2 separate regions of the Sus scrofa genome follow, and region 2 is linked to region 1. The links are chromatin contacts, called in public promoter capture Hi-C maps. All regions are on one chromosome and are shown on one strand. The core of a region is the stretch at or near the end of the contact, and the rest is flanking DNA. Distances in the headings are between cores, read along the strand shown. Region 1 holds the start of FAM8A1 (protein FAM8A1). Region 2 holds the start of KDM1B (lysine-specific histone demethylase 1B).

Region 1 (4,586 bases), core at 112-2,611:
CTTCCCAATCCAAACTTGGAATGCAAGTTTTATTGTTACAACTTCCTCACAGTTGATTTGTAAAACCACATTTGGAAGGATAACCTTTCTATCTATATGGGCTTTCTCATGTTTTGGATTCATATTGCACTGGTATTATCTTAAGTAGGTCTTCAAGTGTTTCATGAAAATGTCCCTTTAAACCAAACCCCTATATTAGCTTCCTAAGGGCTAAGGTTAAGCTTTTTTGTTTACTTCACCCACGGCATAGGGAAGTTCCAGGGCCAGGGACTGAATCCAAGCCACAGCTACGGCATCACGGGATCCTTAACCCACTGTGCCAGGCAGGGGACTGAATCTGCACTTCCCCAGTGATTCAAGCCACTGCATTCGGAATCCTTAACTCCTAAGACTTTTACTTTTATCTCCTAGAGCAAAGTCAATAATGATTCTGGGAATCCCTCTTAACAAATAGACCTACAGTATAGACCCACAGTACTAAGCCCCTGTAGATCTTTTGTATGGAACTGGGGATACAAAGACATATTTCTATCACTTAACCAACTTAAGGACATAGGAAAGTATATTAAAATATAAATACATAAGGTACCATATATAATTCAGAAGAAGAGGAAACCATGCCTGATCTGTGGTAGTGGGAGCAGATTCCAAAGCCCTGAGATATGGATAGGGCCCTGCCTTAACAGAAAATAAAGGAAAAGGCAGGTGCCAGAGGGCGAGACCGTGGGTCTGAGGAAAGGCACGGTTTTGCTGGCGTATCAGGCTTGTGTGTGCAGCACTGGAAAGTAGGATTTTAGGAACAGAAGTTAGCTCCAGAATCAAGACAGAGTCTAGCTCTTAAAGTAGCATAATCTCTTTCTTATTACAATGAAGATCGCTGCAGCTGAGTCGTACTATCCTGATACGTCTGTTTAGTTTGGTTATTAGTTTCTAATTCTCTTAGAGGATTGTCTCGTATCACCTTGCTGAGTACAAATGGGTGAGAACTACCTAATGGAATGAATGCAGACAGAAATACGCAACAAGCCCCGTGTCTAGTGATCAAGACAATCGCGTCTCCGTAATAGAAAGGGGGGCACACACCCTTGGGACTTCTCATAAATCCCCCTTTCTCCATCAGCTGTTTCTCCCGGGACAGCCCCAGTCCTCAGCCGGTGGGAATATCAAGAGAAGCCTCCGGCCTTAATTAAAAACGCAAGAGGTGTACGGGGCGTGGGTGTTGGCGGTGACAGTCTGGACCTACAACTAGTAAGCGCAGGACGCCCAATTCCAGTGTCAGCCTCCGAAGCCAGCTCGGGAACACGAAGGCCCACTTCCCTGCCCCGCCTCCTTGCCCCGCCCCGCGCCGGCGACGCGGAAGGGGGGGTTTCCGCTTCCGGTGGTGGATTGTTGACGCTCGCGGCTGCTGCGGTGGCTACGGGGCCGTTGGGGAGGGGCAAGCGGGGCAGGAGACGGCGCAGTGACAGGACCGCTGAGGGTGCTGCTGAGGCGACGATGGCAGAGGGGCCGGAGGAAGCTCGAGGCCGCCCTCCTGGGCAGGACGACGGCGGAGGGGACCACGAGCCCGTCCCTGCCCTGAGAGGCCTTCCTGCTGCCGCCGCCCCACGCCCCCGAGACGGGCCGCAGGCCGAACCCCAGGCCCCGGGCCGGCCCCCAGCCTCGGGCCTCGCGGCCGCCGCCAAGACCTCGGAGCCGGCGCGCGAGCCCGGGAATCGCGGGGAGGCGGGCTCGGGCTCCGGCTCGGGAATGCAGGCGCCGGCAGGCTGCGAGGCACCCGAGGCCGGGGCGCCGCGGGAGAGGCCGGCGCGGCTGAGCGCCCGCGAGTACTCCCGGCAGGTGCACGAGTGGCTGTGGCAGTCTTATTGCGGCTACCTCACCTGGCACAGCGGCCTGGCCGCCTTCCCCGCCTACTGCAGCCCCCAGCCGCCCGCGCCGAACTACAGCTCGGGCGCCGCCGCCGCTGCCGCCGCCGCCCCTCAGACCGCCGCGCCGCCGCCCCTCCAGCTGGGCTACTACAACCCCTTCTACTTCCTGAGCGCCGCGGCGGCCCGGCCTGAGCCGGGGGCAGCCGCCGGCGTTGCCACTCCCGCCCCGGTCGGTGGCCCGGGAGGCCGCGCCCCTCACGTGCAGCCTTCGGCCCGGGCAGCCCCAGTGGCCAGGGTAGCATCCGCCGCCGCTTCGCGAGCCCCGAGCGAGACTGGGCGGCAGGCAGGTGAGAAGGCTCTTCAGGGAAGGACCTGGGGGTAGAGCCGGCGCGGTTGTTTCTCGTCCGTCAGCTGGGGTTGGCCCAGGCCTTCTGTTCCCCAAGTGTACAGCCAGGTTCTAGTTTGCTTTTTCTTTAGACCTGGCGGTCTCAGTTGACTCCTGGGACTAATCGTTCACACGTGTAAAGACCATTCTCTTACTTTGATCTCCATGCTCTGGAGTGAGGTCCAAAGCTTAGTTCTCGGATGGCAAAGTTCACCATGGAGGGAGGAGGAGTTTTGACTGGTAATGCTGGAAATAACCCAGACATGGCTTTATTATATATATTACCCAGCATATGATAACATAGGTGAAATATATATAATTAATAGCGCTTGTGTGTATTAGGGACAACGGAACTGATGGATAATAAGATTTACACGAATCCAAATGGAGTTACAACCTTTGGGCCTTGGCTTAATCTTGTAGATTGTTTACTTCTGTTTGGGAATTAGAATACTTTTAATTATTTACACTTTTTAGTTTATTATTTAGACTTTTTATTTTAATTCAACCACAGATAATATGGGACAGACCTAGTTGCTGGAATTTGCAAGCTCCCTGGGAATCATTGGGTTTGTTACATAGAAAGCAAGACAAACTAAATGAATAAGGGTGAGATGAGGAGCACAGGGATTTACTTTGTACTAATTGTCTAAACTTAACCTTGATATTTTGCTAACAGATATTTAATTTTGTGTCATAGTCTTGCAACCACCTGGATTCTGCCCATTTGAATCCCTAGTGAAATGTATTGAGTACCTTCAGTAGTGAAATTTATCTGTGAAGTCATTTTGAAACAGTAAGGGGGTAAAAACAATTTTAAACTGCTCAGTTAAGTAGTGAAGTGGTGTTGCTGTATTATTAAAATAATAACATGCCTTATTGGAGTCAATTTCAACAAATGTTGCAAAAGTTATAATTTTTTTTTTTTTAATCAGCAAGTTGTACCTTTATACTCCTCATTCATTTCCTAACTTGGGTTCCAAGGTCTGTGCGCAATGACTAGTTTTCCTAATTTTTTTCTTTTTTTTTAATTTACAGGCAGAGAGTATGTTATTCCATCCTTGGCCCACAGATTTATGGCAGAGATGGTGGATTTCTTTATTCTCTTCTTTATAAAAGCAACCATTGTCTTAACCATTATGCACCTCAGTGGAATAAAGTAAGTTAAGGCCATTTGCAGAAAGGTTTTAATGTCTAGAGATCTTGCTTTAGTTCTTTTCATGCCTGCTTGCGACCATATGGATAATTTGTGTGCCATTAACAATTTCATTATAGGAGCTTTGTCAGGTTTATTTTCTTGTTGGTTTTAAGAAATAACTACAAAAGGGAGAACAAGACGTAATAAATTCTGTAAGGTGTGGGGGAATTTTACCTATCAAGACTAAGTAAAAGGAACCTGCAAACCTGAATTTGAATTTATTCACTGTTTTCTTAAGCCAGTTACTAATTTGTCTCTTACAGTCATGTTCAGAGTGGAGTATCTAAAGACCAAGGCATAAAGAGTTTTTAGTAGATGAACTATTAAATAATCAGCGAGGTAGCACTTGCAAATGGGGTTGCTTATACTGTCAGACAAGTTCCCAGTAAATTGAAAGTGAGCCATTTATCTGAATAATCTTCCTTTCAGATTAGTAATCTTAATAGCAGTTATCACTTCCTAAGCACTTTCTATAGGCTAGACTTCATATGGATTCTTAATTTTATTGGAGTATAGCAGACTCACAATGTTATGTTACTTTCAGGTGTACAGCAAAGTGAATCAGTTATACATTCATTCCTCTTCAGATTTTTTCCCATATAGTTTATTACAGAATATTGAATAGATTTCCCTGTGCTATGCAGTAGGCCCTTGTTAGTTAGTTATTTTATATATAGTAATGTGTATATGTGAATCCCAAACTCCTACTTTATTCCTTCCCCAGTGTTTTCCCTTTGGTAACCATAAGTTTGTTTTCAAAGTCTGTGAGTCTGTTTCTGTTTTGTAAATAAGTTCTCTTGAATCATTTTTAAAATTAGATTCCACATATGAGTTTTATCATATGATACTTGTCTTTCTCTGTCTTAGTGTGATAAACCTCTAGATCAATCTTGGATTACTTAATCTTGCCACCACTGTGTAATAGAGGTTAAAAACCTCCATTTTATAGAAAACTGAAATTCTTCCAGAAGTTAAACTCAGCATTTACCAAGTTACAAAGGTAGTAAGTTTGACTGTCAAGGTCAAACCTTTGTAGTTATTTAAATTTCAGGGCCCTTTCCGGGAACTTGAATATTAATCTGATTCTTCCCTGTCTCCCTCCCTATGGGCTAAACATCCAGTCAGCACCTACCACCTC
Region 2 (4,246 bases), core at 706-3,205, 470 kb after region 1:
TGATAAAAGATTAGTGCTAATCACAAAGAACAGATACCTCAAGTTAATGACTTTGTTGATTTCTCTGAAGGAGAAGATGCAAAAATCTAGGGTCATTGAAATTCCCTTGAAGGCATGGGTCTTAACTATCCAGGGGCCATTTACCCAAAACACTGAAATGGCTCCCCTTTATTTTCACTCCGGAAGTCCTGAATGGCTCAGACACCTCGCCCTCTGCAGGGGTGGCAATTTAACCCTTAGAATAACTGGATGATGTCTGACACTTTGTTCCTTTAAAAAAATTTTCTTTTACAAAGGGAACTGAGGTAAAAAGAGTGAATTTAACTGCAAATCTACCTGAAAGTATGAGGAAAATTCCTGTCTTTTCGATGTGAAATTTGTAATGCTAAGGACAATATAGCATAATAGTTCTAACATACCCTTTGAGTCATTAGTGAAACTAATTCAGTTTGAATTACACTGGCAGGCTATTCTTGGTGGAGTTAATTTAATGATTCATCCATAAGAACAGCACATAAAAGCAGTTATTCAAAGAGAAAAGTTCCCTTTATTGCAAAATTTGACTTCAGAGTGTTCGGGATTTAAGGAGAAAGCACTTCCCTTGGAATTGGGACACAAATTCACCTTCCAACAAACATTTGTTAACAAAAGTTTGCAAGGCCCTGAGGATGTCAGGACGTGATTTTTCTGAGAAGTCAGAAGGAAGTATCTGATTATATTGAGTACAGAAAAGCAAAAAAGAGTTGTACTTTTCCCATTTCCATTTTCAGCCAGAAACTTTGGAACCTGAACTTGTGCCTTCATAAGCCGTTCTCTACTTAAAACAAAAGGGAAGCATAATTTTATCACTGAGCCAGGGCAACCCACAATTGTTCAACTCTACCGCTCTTAGAGAAACTTGAAATATAGCTTAACATCACAAATATAGCTTAACATCACAAATATAACTTAATGACTTCTTAACTGTCCTCATAGCTTCTCAACGTACTGAACTTGTTCACGTCCTTTTCTGTAGAAATAAAAACATTTCTACAAAAAGATAAAAGAACCAAATCATAAGAATCGGGAAAGGCAAATTTCACAGTCATTCTTACCAGTACACGGAAATAGCTGATATGCTGGTTTGGTCACTCAAGTCCACCTTTGGGTGGACTCCCAAGTCTGGATTATTTCTCACCTTAAAAAAAAAAAAAGTTTCTGCTTCAGATTTACTTTAAGATTTTGATAAATTGAGGAATAACTTCCCTAAGGTGCACCACATTTTAAGAGTATGCCTCAGTGAATTTTTCCATATGCATACCCTATGCAATAACCATGGAGCAAGACAATTTTTACATCACCTCAATTCCCCCCACTGCCCCGCCCCCAGAGCGTCACTCACTATTCTGGCAAGTATTTATTTCTCTTTTCTTAAAATCACCAATATCCTATAATGCTTGAGGTCACTTTAATTATGTAACTCAGAAAGGTCATTCACTATCCGACCTCGTTATTCCCCCTTCCCATTCTGATCCCCGAGTCCATTTCTGGGCGCGGACTGCTGGGCTGCCCGCGCTTGTTAGGAAGCCCCATCCCGGCATCCGATCACGGGCTTACGTCTACCAAATCTTTCCAATGCTCATCACGCACTCTCGGCGATCAGAGGAGCCTACCTCGTGCGCGGTCCGCTGCCTTTGGCTGGTTCTGGCGCAGCGCGGGGCCACTACGGGTTGGGTCCAAGACCCTGGCTCAACCCCGCCCCCGGACCCGCCCCCGGACTCGCCCCGGGACTGCCCCTCTTGCGGCACACTGACTCCGCCCCCTTCCCCCTGCCGCCCGGGCTTGCGCAGCGGCGGAAATGGTCAGGGCGGGGCGAGTAGCGCAGCGAAGGCGAAGGCGGGGACCCCACTCCTCCCCGGTCCCTCCGGCTCCTCCCACCCGGGTCACGTCGTGACAGGGGCGGAAGCGGCGGCGGCGGCGGCCGAGCGGGGGCTGCGGCTCGCGGCGCGGATCCTGCGGTCCTGGGCGCGCGGCGCGCGGCTCGGGAGAGGCGCCGGCAGCCGGGGACGGCGCGCACTGTCTCGCCCGCGCTCGGAGGTGGGGGACACGCGGCTCCCGGGGCGGGCATGGGGGCGGTGGCGGATTTCGGGTGACAGCTCTGCACAAAGCAGCTTGGCCAGGGTGCAAGCTTTCATTCTGCCGCTGTACAGCGCTCCTGGCTAGGGTGGGAGGTGGATGGGTGCTCTAGGGGCTTATACCTCCCTCCCTGGATCGGAGCGGGGTGCGGCGTGGGGATCCCTGCCCGCGGAAGGGGGAATTCCCGGGCTGGGTTGTTACGGCGACGGGGTTCCCGGATTCATCGCTGCGTTGCGGGTCTCTCCTAATCCCCCTCCCCACAATGTTTCCTTTCTGTACACAGTGCCTTCTCCCCGTGACTCCTTGCACGCCTCCAGCGCAAAGGTGAGCCCCGGGAGGCTGTTGCTTCTCAGACTCCGGAGAGCAGACGAGAAAGCTTTTCGGAAAGCGAAGCAGCTGCAGGTTGCACTGGGAACGTTGAGACTCCCTCCTGGGGGCTGTCAGAGCCCTTTCACCTGGGGAGTAGGTGCTGCGGGGCGGGGGTGAGGGGACCCCCCAGTCCGGGAGTGGGAACTCCCTCGCTGTTGGTTCAGCTGAGAGCGTGGCGGCGAGGAGCTCGCACGGCCTCGCAGGTGTGGTTAGTTTTACTCCAGCGCGGCTACCACGCGTTGAGACGCTGTCGGCATTGCCAGGTTGCTGGGGTAACTCCTCTGGGACCCGGGACCCCGAGGGGGCGGCCCCGATTACGGTAGTTGTTAGTCAACAGCCTAGCAGCTGGCAGGTGAAAGAGGAAGGAAGAGGCCGGCCCAGCTGTAGCGAGATGGGGGTTCCTTGATCTGGAACTTAGCCAGATGGAGGCCCAGCCTTCCCTCGGGGGGCGTGCAGAAGTTCACAGACCACTCCATTTGAGGAGATCCGTCACTCCTGTGCACGCACAACTCAAGGCTCTTTCGCCTTTTTTTTTTTTTTTTTAAATCTATTTTAATGGAAGGAAGGCGAGTGGAAGAGAATTTCTTGAGGAGGTACATGAGAAAATGTCCATCAATAATTAATTGTCTTCCAGGCAGAGAAAGTAGTCAACAAAGCATTCAGGCAATTGAATTGGATCCACATTTCGGAAAATGCGATTGTTGTGGGAGCAATTTTAAGTGGCCCTAAGGAAAATTTTTATTCCTGTTGTCTTTGAAGAAGTTTCTAGTCGTTTATCCTATTTTGAGAAATTATGCTAATGCCACTGTAAATTTGTATTCCAGCGTGAAGTCCATTAGATTCATATTTTTATGAATCTTGTGTGTGTTTTTAAACACTTTTTTGGAATAAGCTTCTTCAGAAAAAAAATCCTAGGAATTGTTAAAGCAGAAATCTAGACATTGCTATTTCCGCTTGGTTACTTATGCCCCCCAAACCATTTTTTCTTTCTTTTGTCACATTAAAAGAAGACCAATGCTGTGAATTTAAAATTAGGAAGAAATTGCTCATAAAAGCATATTGAAACCTGAAACAAATTGATTTTATTTAAAGTTAGGTGTGTTTATTAATTTGAAGAACAAGGGGAAAGGCGCTTTCAGTATACTAGTTTGTTTTAATGACATTTTGGATCCTTATTTCTAAAATTATATTTAAAAGCGCAATTAAGTAATCCTTCCAACTTAATTTTTTTCCCTCCATTTTAAGTCCCAAGAACCCAGCAATAGTGAAAATATAGAAATTACAGTGTCAAAAAAGGATGAAGGCACATAACTTTTTTTCTTCCATTTTTTTCTTCCTTTTTTTTAATTACTCAAATGAATTTATCACATCTGTAGTTGTATAATAATCCATAACTGTTAATTGTGTAATTAAAGGAAACGTACTCCCCTAAAAATCTTCAATCATGTTTTCCCCAGACAACACAGATTTCTTAACGGCTTTTATAGCTAATGTTTTCATTTCCTCTTAACCATTTCTTGAATTGCATCATTCTTCATTGCAATTAAATGTTTTCAAGTATACAGTTGGATTAAAATGTTTGATGGAATTTCCAGAAACTATGCTTTCTTTTGAGAGTGCTTGCATTCCCAGGTACACAGTCAAGTGTTGCCTGAACCTGATTTTACTTATGTTCCTAAACCCCACATTAGGCTCAGATGTTTGCTGTAAGACTTAACACACGACACACATACACTTATTTACATAGGCTTTATTCATGGTT

The links. Promoter capture Hi-C pulls out the DNA fragments that hold promoters and counts their contacts.
Region 2: a promoter capture Hi-C map of liver shows a contact between it and region 1, with 4 times the contacts expected there. The contact joins the promoter of KDM1B here to the promoter of FAM8A1 in region 1. A contact is called at or near these places in 3 of 5 promoter capture datasets (fetal liver, fetal skeletal muscle and liver), 2 of 47 Hi-C or Micro-C datasets (embryonic fibroblasts and heart right ventricle) and 1 of 2 datasets of contacts at active chromatin or transcription factors (alveolar macrophages).

The regions. Positions count from the first base shown.
Region 1 is chr7:13,376,768-13,381,353 of Sscrofa11.1, forward strand. It overlaps FAM8A1 (protein FAM8A1), which reads left to right and starts at 1,362. Exons shown (of 4, transcript XM_021100215.1): 1 at 1,362-2,212; 2 at 3,289-3,409. The coding sequence starts at 1,495.
Region 2 is chr7:13,844,328-13,848,573 of Sscrofa11.1, forward strand. KDM1B (lysine-specific histone demethylase 1B) reads left to right here and starts at 1,956. Exons shown (of 22, transcript XM_001927844.5): 1 at 1,956-2,076; 2 at 2,399-2,439. TPMT (thiopurine S-methyltransferase) reads right to left here and starts at 1,780. Exons shown (of 10, transcript NM_001243675.1): 1 at 1,653-1,780; 2 at 1,095-1,177.